Linked DNA regions of Sus scrofa: region 1 is linked to region 2. A link is a contact called in public Hi-C data. All regions are on one chromosome and are shown on one strand. The core of a region is the stretch at or near the end of the contact, and the rest is flanking DNA. Distances in the headings are between cores, read along the strand shown. Region 1 holds the start of SMIM12 (small integral membrane protein 12). Region 2 holds the start of GJB3 (gap junction beta-3 protein).

The links. A called contact is a pair of places that touch in the nucleus more often than the background predicts.
Region 1: a Hi-C map of liver shows a contact between it and region 2, with 2.3 times the contacts expected there. The contact joins the promoter of SMIM12 here to the promoter of GJB3 in region 2. A contact is called at or near these places in 1 of 5 promoter capture datasets (liver), 26 of 47 Hi-C or Micro-C datasets (adipose tissue, alveolar macrophages, embryonic fibroblasts and 13 more) and 1 of 2 datasets of contacts at active chromatin or transcription factors (skeletal muscle).

The regions. Positions count from the first base shown.
Region 1 is chr6:91,111,318-91,116,593 of Sscrofa11.1, reverse strand. It overlaps SMIM12 (small integral membrane protein 12), which reads left to right and starts at 2,908. Exons shown (of 2, transcript XM_003362205.4): 1 at 2,908-3,109.
Region 2 is chr6:91,028,882-91,034,361 of Sscrofa11.1, reverse strand. It overlaps GJB3 (gap junction beta-3 protein), which reads right to left and starts at 2,984. Exons shown (of 3, transcript XM_021095864.1): 1 at 2,376-2,984.

The DNA.
Region 1 (5,276 bases), core at 1,659-4,158, 82 kb before region 2:
TTTATTTTATTTTATTTTTGTCTTTTAGGGTCACAACGGTGGCACATGGAGGTTCCCAGGCTAGGGGTCTAATCGAAGCTGTTGCTGCCTGCCTACGCCAGAGCCACAGCAATGTGGGATCTAAGCTGCACCTGTGACCTACACCACAGCTCACTGCAACGCCAGATCCTTAATTCATTGAGTGAGGCCAAGGATCAAACCCACATCCTCATGGATGCTAGTTGGGTTTGTTATCCCCTGAGCTATGATGGGAACTCCTCATGGTTTTATTTAAGTGGTTTTGTTTGTTTGTTTGTTTGTTTTTAAGTGTTTGAAAGACTCTTTGGCCAAAAGAATAGAAGTGGATTGGAGGAGGCATTGGAAAGCAATGAGACCACTGAAGGAGTTGCCAAGGTGGTCCAGGTAAGAAATGATGAGGAGGACTTCCCTGTGGTGCAGCAGGTTAAGGATCTGGTGTTGTCACTGCAGCAGCTTGGGTTGTTGCCGTGGTGCAGGTTTGATCCATGGCTGGGGAACTTCTACATGCTACAGGCTCGGCCAAAAAAAAAAAAAAAAAAAAAAAAAAGGATGAATTTGAGAGACATTCAGAGGCATAGGTGCTATAACCAGGATCTAGGGAATAATGCAAAGATGCAGAGACCTTGAAAATGTCACTCAGGTTTTTGACTTAGTAAGTAAGTAATGTCATAAATGGACATAGGACATTACAGGTGGAGGAATACATTTGAGGAATAGTAAACATACTGGTGATCAGGACTAAGCACTTAGGCTGTGCCACATACTGTTAAGTGCCACATATAGTAAGTGCTAAGCATCTTATACACATTAGGTGATTTAGTACAGAACAACCTAAGGAGGTGAGTACTATTATTATCTTTTTAAAAACAATGTGTGTAAACAGCTATCCTGAGATTAGCAGGTGGCAGGGCCAGGATTTGAACCCACAACTCTGAGTCCTAAGTCTGTGCTCTGGAGCCCCATTCAGTTCTAACAAAACTGCTAGCTACCACTTAAGACTCAAGGGCAGGTTCCTCTGGGGAGACTTCCCTGAGTTTTCCAGGGGCTCCTCTTCTGTGTTACTTGCGTGTGTTCTTGTCATCACACTTCTCATTCTCTTGACATTTTGTGGACCCCTCCCTGTCAGTCAGACAACTTCTGAGGGCAAAGATGGTCCCAGACATTTTTGCATCCCCACTGCCTAGCATACGTTAACTGGCTGACTGAATACTAGTTATTCTACGCAATTGGTTCCCTTCTCCTCTCTACATATTTGACTAAAGGACAAATTCTGCTGATAATGGTTTCCCTACACATTTCCTTTTTTTTTTTTTTTTTTTTTTTTTTTTTGCTTTTTAGGGCCGCACCTGGGGCACATGGAAGTTCTCAGGCTAGGGGTTGAGGTGGAGCTGCAGCCACTGGCCTACACCACAGCCACAGCGCTAGTCAGATTCATTTCTGCTGAGCCACGGTGGGAACTCCCACATTTCTTTATTCTTTGTCCCTTTCTCTCCACTTCCACTGTCAGATCTTAGTATTGAGATCACAGGGGAAGTGTATCTAAAATGATAATGCACTCTAGGAGGCTTCCTACCAAGGTGTCCCTAAAGCTTGAAAAAAAAAGCCAGAGCTACTTTGTATTAAAAAAAAAAAAAAAAAAAAAAAAAAAAAAAAAAAAAGGTGGTTGGCGTTTCCTTGTAGTGGGTTAAGGATCTGGTGTTGTCACTGCAGCAGCTGGCTCCGGTCACTGCTGTGACAAGGGTTCTATCTCTGGCTAGAGAACTTCCACATGGCACTGGCGTGGAAGAAGCTCTTAAAGATTAAGAAGCATAAATAAATAAATAAATAAATAAATAAATAAATAAATAAATAAATGTGGGAAGGGGGCTCCAGGTAGATGAGAAAGCATAACTAAGGGCACAGAGATATAAAGCAGTTTGGTCCACATGGGGAAGTAGAAGGGGTTTAGCATGTGTTAGGAAAGACAGATAAGCCTGGCTGAGACTAGTGGAATAAGGATGGAACAGCAGGGCTAGGTGTGCAGGGATGGGGGGGTGGGCATTACGGAACTAAGCTTTGGTGTTATTTTCTATAAAAACAGACATCTGTACAAGGTGCAGTGGGGACACAGAGGAGAGAGTGAATACTTGTACCTGAGAGGTCAGGTAAAACTTAGGTTTTACTATATTTCAATTATTTGTATACTAACAGTAGTATCATTTATTTCCCTGCTTGCTACGTGCTGGCTCAGCACTTTGCATACATTATCTCACCTAACTCTCACAACATCCTTGAAATAGGTGTTATTACCTTTATGCATAAAAGGGAAAGGAGGGGAGTTCCCTTCGTTGCTCAGTGGTTAACGAATCCGACTAGGAACCATGAGGTTGCGGGTTCGATCCCTGGCCCTGCTCAGTGGGTTAAGGATCTGGCGTTGCAGTGAGCTGTGGTGTAGGTTGCAGACGTGGCTCGGATCCCGGATCCTGCGTTGCCATGGCTCTGGTATAGGCCAGTGGCTACAGCTCCGATTAGACCCCTAGCCTGGGAACCTCCATATACCTCAGAATCGGCCCTAGAAAAGGCAAAAAAGACAAAAATAAATAAACAAATAATTAATTAAATAAAAGGGAAAGGAGTCTCAGATTAACAATGTTCCCAAGGTCACATGGCTAGAAAACTGGACTAAATCAGAAGAATTCTTAAAAGTTCTGCATTATACTCTGCTGAGACCTTCTTGAGGCCAAGGGTTATGTCTTTTATTTTTCTGTGCCCAGACCTAGGGCTTAGAAGACGCCTAATAAACATCCGTTGAATACAAGGAGGCATGACCTTCCACTTTCTCCGCGCGAAAGCCCGTGGTGACGTCACTGTGAAACCTCCCAGCCGGTAGGGGGCGCTGTATCCATTTCAGCTCAGCGCGGCCCGCGGCGTAGCCTAGCTTTCCCGGTCCTTTGGCTGGAGTTCAGCCAATCCCGGCGCTCCGAGGGAGCCGGCGCCGGTGAGCGGGGTCCCGGGGCGAGGCCCCGCGGGTTCCTGGGATTGGCGACGTTGGTGCTCCCGGCGCGCCAGTGGAGGGCGGGAGCCCGACGGAGGAGTGTGGGCTGCGGGGCAGGTAAGCGAGCGTCCCGGCGGGCAGTCCTTCCCCCGTGAGCTGTTGCAGGGCCGCTTGTTGCTATGACGACGGCTCCTGGCCTTGATCTCTGAGTTAGGGGAGGGGTGATGGCGAGCGTCAGCTCCGGCCCTGGCCAGGCCTAACGGCTCCCTCTCTTCCTGGGGCTCAGCGTCGGAGTCTCAGCGCCCTGCAGACACGGAGGCTGGGGCTTCTTGGCCTCAGGCACGTGAGTGAAGAAGGACGCTGACGAGGCCGTCAGTCTGGTGGGATCGGCGCAGGGGCCCGGGAACCCAGAGGAAGGAGGAGGACAGACCCTTGAACCCTGACCTCTTTGTGTTTTCATACCTGCTTTGGGTGCGAGTGACCGTCAGGATTAATTCTACCCACTCATGTCTCCCCTCCTCTCCCCTGCATTCCTCAAATTTCGGACTGCGGCTTCGCGTCTCACTGGGCCTCCGGACTCCCGCACAAGAGCGGGTTTCCCGGCAACCCGTTTGACCTTTCCCGGACACTCAGGCTCCCTCCGTGCGGGGCTGGAACTGTGCGTCACGGTGTTTACCAGACAGTTGCTTCTTTAGTTTTGATAATCTGGGGATGACTTGTTAGAGTATTTAGTCTCATGTAATCAGCAAAGATACCAGTTGTGTATTCCTGCCGCCTTTTGAAAGCGGGTGGATGGATGACTACTGTGGTTTTAAACTAATGAGTTGCTTGAGCTCTCATTCATTCGACACACTTTTTGACACTTAGTGCCAGGAGGGGTGGGAGCGGTGGGGGATGGATAGGGCACAGTGGGGACGCACAAACCTGAGCCTTGCCCTCTTGGAGCGTGAAGAGAAATAGGAATAAATGGGGTAGGCCGGCTCACTGTGTGACACAGAGAAAGTGGTTATAAGTGTTGAATAAATGAGTAGATTAATTTATTTGGGAATGATTAGAATGTGAACAGTAGACAGAGGTAGAGCTTGTACTGCACATGAGATATAATATTAGTTGTGGACTCATGCTTCATATGTTTTAAGACAAATTGGAAATCTGAATGGAGAGTGGCTGTTGAGGGAAAGTGTTTGCTAGAAGAGAACTTGTTTACAAGGTAGGAAAGAAAATGGAGAAGTATTAGGTTTGACTTCAAGGGTGACTCTTTTTGTTTTTTTGTTTTCTGTTTTCTGTTTACAGCCACACTTGTAGCATATGGAATTTCCCTACTGCGGGCTAGAGGTCTAATTTGAGCTGCAGCTGCAGGCCTACCCACAGCCATGACAATGCAGGATCCTTAACCTACTACGTGAGGCCAGGGATCCAATTTGCATTATCACAGACACTATGTTGGGTTCTTAACCCACTGAGCCACAGTGGGAACTTCCAAGAGTGCCTCTTTTAACAACTCCAAAATATAATTTCACAGATCTCTGAGTGTAATCTTAAAGTTTGGAAAAAGGGAGGCTCCTCTAGATAGTGAAATGCTAGGTTGTTGGGAAAAAACTGTGGAAGCTCTCCTTAAGTCCAGGAGTTGGACAGAAACTGTCTACCTCTGCAGTGTGTTCTTTCCAGTAGAAGGAGCATAAGTGTTGCAGTTGGAGAGGCCTGAGTTCAAAATCAGTGGCTATGTCACTTCTAGTGATCTTGGGCAAGTAAAGGTAATGACACTGGGCCTTTGTGGCCTTCAGGAGAAACCTGGGCTAATAATTCCTAGCTCATAGAGGGGCTGTGAAAATCAGATGATGACCAGTGTGTAAATTGTCCAGCATGGTGCCTGGCGCTGAGACCGGGACTCAGAGGGCAGTCTTGGAGCTGCTGCAGTTTTCTCCTTGATGGTGCAATATAGTCTTGGTTTCCCAAAGTGCTGAGAATTGGAACTGAAGAGAGAGGAAGAAACGCATCTTATCTTTGGTGAGATTTTGATTGTTCCCGTTAGACTGGAGATAGCCAAGTTGGAGAAGTACCTACAGGGGCACAAAAGAAATGATCCTTCAGGTGAGACTTTGGAGCAAGTTACTTAACCCTCTGGTAACGCTGTCTACATCACAGAGTGGACATAGGGTTAAAGGAAAGAGTATATACAATGTGCTTGGCCCAAGGTCTGGCATATAAGAAATGCTCAATAAATGGAGTGATCACTGTTAGAATTGTGAATAGTTGTTTTTCTTTGATAATTGTTAATAATGAT
Region 2 (5,480 bases), core at 1,735-4,234:
TTAACTTGTTGGTGCCTCGCTACTGTCCTGTGAACTTGGTGTTTATGAAGCCCATTCTACAGAGAGGAACCTAGGGCTTAGAGAGGGGGAAAGACCCTCCCCAAGGTCTCAGAGTGGGTGGTGAAGTTAGGAGCCCAGTTCAGGTTGGGGGGTGCGAGCAGGGGGTATTTCCCTGGTTCCTTTGGACACCAGATCTAGGGAAAAATCTACAGACACCCCTCTCCGCTTCCCCTGTGCCAGATCCTGGGGGAGCTCCAGCCACCACAGCCATGCCGGATACTCGGGCTCTGTGAAGGGAAACATGCTTCGTTCAGGTCGCCGGATCACACACCTCCCTCCCAGTCCTGGATTGACTCAGGGAGTGGACTGGTGGGTCTGCCTCGGTGCACCTAGTGTCTGCATGCAGCAGAGGTGTGGGCTTATGTGTACATTCGGGTGCTCCTGCAGCTACTCTGTGACTCTGAGCATGCATGATGCCTGCAGGTCCACCCCCTGGGCCACTGCTTCTCACCCTTCCACTGCCACCACCCTGCTCCAGGCCACCATCATTCTGTTAATGCCGTGGGCTCTTGGTTGGCTCTTGGAGTCCATTAAGTCAGATCGCATGACTCCCTTATTTAAAGCTTTCTCCTATCTTAACATTACACTTAGAATGAAATCCCAGATTCTACATTCTCACCCTATGCTCTTACATGCCCGCCCCCCTCCGCCCCGCACCACTGCCTCTCAATGCCCAGGCTACGATGGGGGCCTCCGGGGCTTTGTAATTACTCCTGCTGCTTGGAATGCTCTTCCTCCAGAACCTTGCATGGCTGGCTCCTTCTCATCAATGAGGGCTCTGCTGAAACATCCTCTCTGTAGAGGCCTCCCCAGATAACCCTGGATCTGGAAGTCCCTGCCCTCCCAGTCAATCTGCTCCCATCCCCTTTGTTTTCTTCCTAGAATTTAATCACCATTGGGAATTAAAGTATTTGTTTAATCATCTACTTCTGAATTTCATGAATTTCTGTTTCACAAGGGTGATATATACACTGGCAGCAGCACACAATACAATTCTTAGTATTAAAAAAAGTGTCTGTGGAGTTCCTGTTGTGGCGCAGTGGTTAACAGATCTGACTAGGAACCATGAGGTTGTGGGTTCGATCCCTGGCCTCGATCAGTGGGTTAAGGATCCAGCGTTGCCGTGAGCTGTGGTGTAGGTTGCAGACGCGGCTCAGATCCTGTGTTGCTGTGGCTCTGGCATAGGCCGGTGGCTACAGCTCCGATTGGACTCCTAGCCTGGGAACCTCCGTATGCTGCGGGAGCGGCCCAAGAAATGGCAAAAAAGACCCCCCCCCCAAAAAAAAAGGGTCTGGAGTTTCCTGGTGGCCTAACGGTTCAGGATCCTGTGTTGTCTGTGCTCTTGCTCAGGTGCCTGCAGTTCTATCCCTGGCCTGGAAACTTCCACATGCAGTGGGGGTGGAGGCGAGGAAGTGTCTTTGCTACTCACTCCTTCTAAGACCTGTCCTTTGCGGAGGGACACTGGGATGTATAGAGAAAGTAGGATCACAGTTGAATTGGAGACTCAGCTCTACCCCTTCTACGTGAGTGACTTCCAAGATTTCCTAATCTCCTTGACTTTCTTTCCTTATCTCTAAAGGGAAATCATTCCTACTTTCTTGAGTATCATAAAAAACCATTCCCTCCCCAGCCTGCCACTCACCTGGTGAGAGTTCAAGAAACCTGCAGGGGAGGTTGGAGCCTCCTCGGGACAGCCCAGGGAGGAGAGGGGCCCTGACAGGGGCTTCCACCTGACACCCTCCCTGGAGGGCCCACCTGGGGGCAACCTCCTCTTTCGCCCCCACCTTCCCTTCCAGTCGTGTCTGCCTAGTCCTGCCTGACACACCCTAGGGACTCACTGGCAAAGAATTTCCCTCCAAGCCCTGGCCCGGGACCGGTGGAGCCGGTTCTGGTTCCCCCTGCAGTCCCCCAACACCGGCTCCCAGCTATCCGCTTTTCGCCTGTCGGGAGGCGGGGGGTCGGGGTAGGGAGCCAAGCCGCACCCAGCTTTTATCACCACTCCGTAATGCCCACCGCCCCCCCCTCCTCGGAACACCCCCACCTCCCCCGGCCCCGGCCCCCAAAAGTCTTGGTCGATTCCCGGCGTCTTGGCTGTTTGCGGACGTGGGAGGGACTCTGCAGGAATCTTCCGCAGCTAGAGCGCCCACCGCACCCAGAACCAAGGGGTGAGAAGCCAGATGGGGAGTGGGGTGGGGGAGAGTCCTTCCACCGCCTCCCATCCTCTCACCCCACCGTCTCAGCCTAACCCGAAGGCAGGATCGAGCCCCAGCCCCGCCTCGGGTCGCGGGGTCGGGGTGCGGGCGCCCCGCACTTACCCGCAGCGGCGAGGCCAGCGGGGGGGCCGGGACCCCAAGTCTTCGAGACCCGCAGCAGAGGAGATCTGGGTGCGAACTGCGACTCTGTAGTCGCGGCGAGACGCGTGGCGTCAGGCACACCCCGGGGGCGGCGTGGAGGAGGGAGGGTCGGGGGAGGAGCTTGAGAGCTGGCCCGCCGCAGGGGGTCTGGTTCTAGCCGCAACGCTGCCACTCGGTCCCCTGGCAACCTACTCCGGGGCTTGAAACCTTAGCCTCGGTTTCTTCGCGTGTGAAATGGGGGCAGCGGTGGCCCTGGGCAGGGCTGTGGCAAAGGCTCCAGTGAGATTCGCGGTGTGAAGCGCTCTAAACGAAGCGCCAAGTGGTCCCCGGACGGGCTGCAATCAAGACTCGCCCACGTGTTACCACGGGGACTCAGTCAGCGCCCTGCGGGTCACTGTCTCCGCCTAGCACTTGGCCTCGACTCTGCGTGAGGACACTCCCGGCGGCTGCCCTCCCGCATTAGTTCCTGGCTCAAACTCGGTGTCCTCGAATGGGGTATGCACACTTTGCAGAACCAGGGTAGGGGGCAGCAGGAAGAGGCGCTGTACCTGGAAAGGAGATTGGTGGGGGGGGGGAATCCCTTGTCCAGGGGCGAGGGCTGGAATGGGGGGAGGTCGTTGCCAGGAACTACTAAGAGGGGCAGATCCTACCGAGGCCGGGGAGGGGGAGTTAAGAGGGAGGTGGAAGAGCGGAGCCTGTGGCTTTAGACCCCCTGCAGGGGGAGGCGGTTTTGTGTATGTGTGTGTGTGTGTGTCTGGGGCTGGGCGGGGCTGGGCTGAACTGGACTCTGGGGACAAGGACTCTTTTATTTACCAGTGTAAACAAACAGACTAGGAACCTAGTGAGAGCCCTTGAGCCTCAGCCTGGTCGGGGAACTCCCAGGGTTTCCGGCCTCCCGGGGAGTCCTGGGAATCCTAGCCACCAAAGGGACTGAGTCTTCCCTGTCTCATCTGAGATGATGTTAGCAGGAGAGTGACTGTACATGGCATTTTCCCAGGCTTGTACTGGCTTATGCCTGTGGCCCTGGCGTAATTAATAATACCCCTTTAATTCTCAAAAGTACCCCCAAACTTGGGAAGATCAATTACACCATCACTCTACCTACTACTCTGGGTAGAAAACTAACACTTCAGGGGGTTGGGGTGGGGGGGCTCGGAGACATCTGTGCCAGACATTGTCCCTCGGGCTTTATTTTGTTGTCACAGTGCCCAGTGAGGAAGGTATAAGCCTTCCTACTTTTTTTTTTTTTTTTTTTTTTTTTTTTGTCTTTTTGCTATTTCTTTGGGCCGCTCCCGCGGCATATGGAGGTTCCCAGACTAGGAGTTGAATAGGAGCTGTGGCCACCGGCCTACACCAGGGCCATAGCAACACTGGATCCGAGCCGCGTCTGCAACCTACACCACAGCTCACGGCCACGCCGGATCGTTAACCCACTGAGCAAGGGCAGGGATCGAACCCGCAACCTCATGGTTCCTAGTCGGATTTGTTAACCACTGCGCCACGACGGGAACTCCAGCCTTCCTACTTTTATGAATGAGAAAACTGAGGCACCCAGAAGTTGGGAGACTTGCCCACTGTCACAGATAAGTAGGAGCAGAGCCAGCTGTGAAGGCCTCAGCTGTGCTGAGTTTCTGGATTGGGCAAAGCCACAGGGTTCCCCCTGCAGAGGTCATTTTTGCTTTGAAAATCATTGCTGAGGAGTTCCCATTGTGGCTCAGGGGGTTAAGAACCCAGCGTTGTCTCTGTGAGGATGCATGTTCAATTCCCAGCCTTGTTCAATGGGTTAAGGATCTGATGTTGCCTCAAGCTGTGGCATAGGCCAGCAGCTTCAGTTCTGATTCGACCCCTAGCCCGGGCACTCCCATATGCCACAAGTGTGGCCATAAAAAGAAAAAAAAAATCATTGCTGAGACAACAGTGCTGGGGTGTTCTGGGTGCTTCTCTGCATGTGTCTGTGTGAGGAGATGTGTGAATATGATGGTGTCCTATGTGTTGGGGGGGGGTCCGTATTGCCGCCTGTTCCCTGCTGCCTCTTGCTCTGCTGCATTTCAGAGCAAAACTTCTTCCTCCCTTCCTCGCCTGGATCTCCAGGGGCCAAGTCCAACAACCTTGACCCTGCCCTATTCTCCTGCACTTTCAGAAGCACCTGACACAGCTGACTACTCCTTCCTTCTCAAAACACTTTCTTCCCTTGGCAGCCACCCTCATAATTTCCTTGCCCCTCGGAGACCTCACATTCCGGTCTCAGCCTCTTCTCTCCTGGGTGAGCTCACCCAGTCCTGGGCTTCCAGCACCATCCATGGGCTGAGTCCCACACTTCTAGTGCCAGCCCTGAGCTCCCTGAAATGCACCAGGCTGCTCACATGACCACCAGGCTTCCAGTTATTTGTTTCCTTTCCTAAAATCAATTGCATTGATTCTGTATTCGACTCCATAGATCGTCTTCTTTTTCCATTTACCCTGTGGAGGTCGACTATGTACCTGGTCTGCATTTGACTGTTATAACAAACTATATAGCACATTCTCCTCTCTCAGTAGATATAGAGCTGTCACGTTCTTTTTTTTTTAAGTGCTTGAATAGTAATTGAACTTTCCCCTATAGTAGATATAGAGCTGTCTCGTAAAACAAAGCAGCTCACTACGTACAAGAGCCAAGATCTGGAGACAACCTAAATGTCCATAGAATAGATGAGGAAGATGTGGTATATACAATGGAATATTACTCAGCCATTAAAAAGAATGAAATAGTGGCATGGATATGAATAATGCAACATGGATACAACCAGAGGTTATCATACTAAGTGAAGTAAGTCAAAAAGAGAACAACAAATACCATTTGAGGAGCTCCCCTTGTGGCTCAGCAGGTGACAAACACAGCTAGTGTCCACAAGGATGTGAGTTCAATCCCTGGCCTTACTCAGTGGGTCAAGGATCTGTGTTGTGAGCTGTGGTGAAGGTCGAAGATGAAGTTTGGATCTGTCCTTGCTATGGCTGTAGCCGTAGGCAGACAGCTACAGCTCTGACCCCTAGCCTGGGAACTTCTGTAAGCCTTGGGTGCGTCCCTAA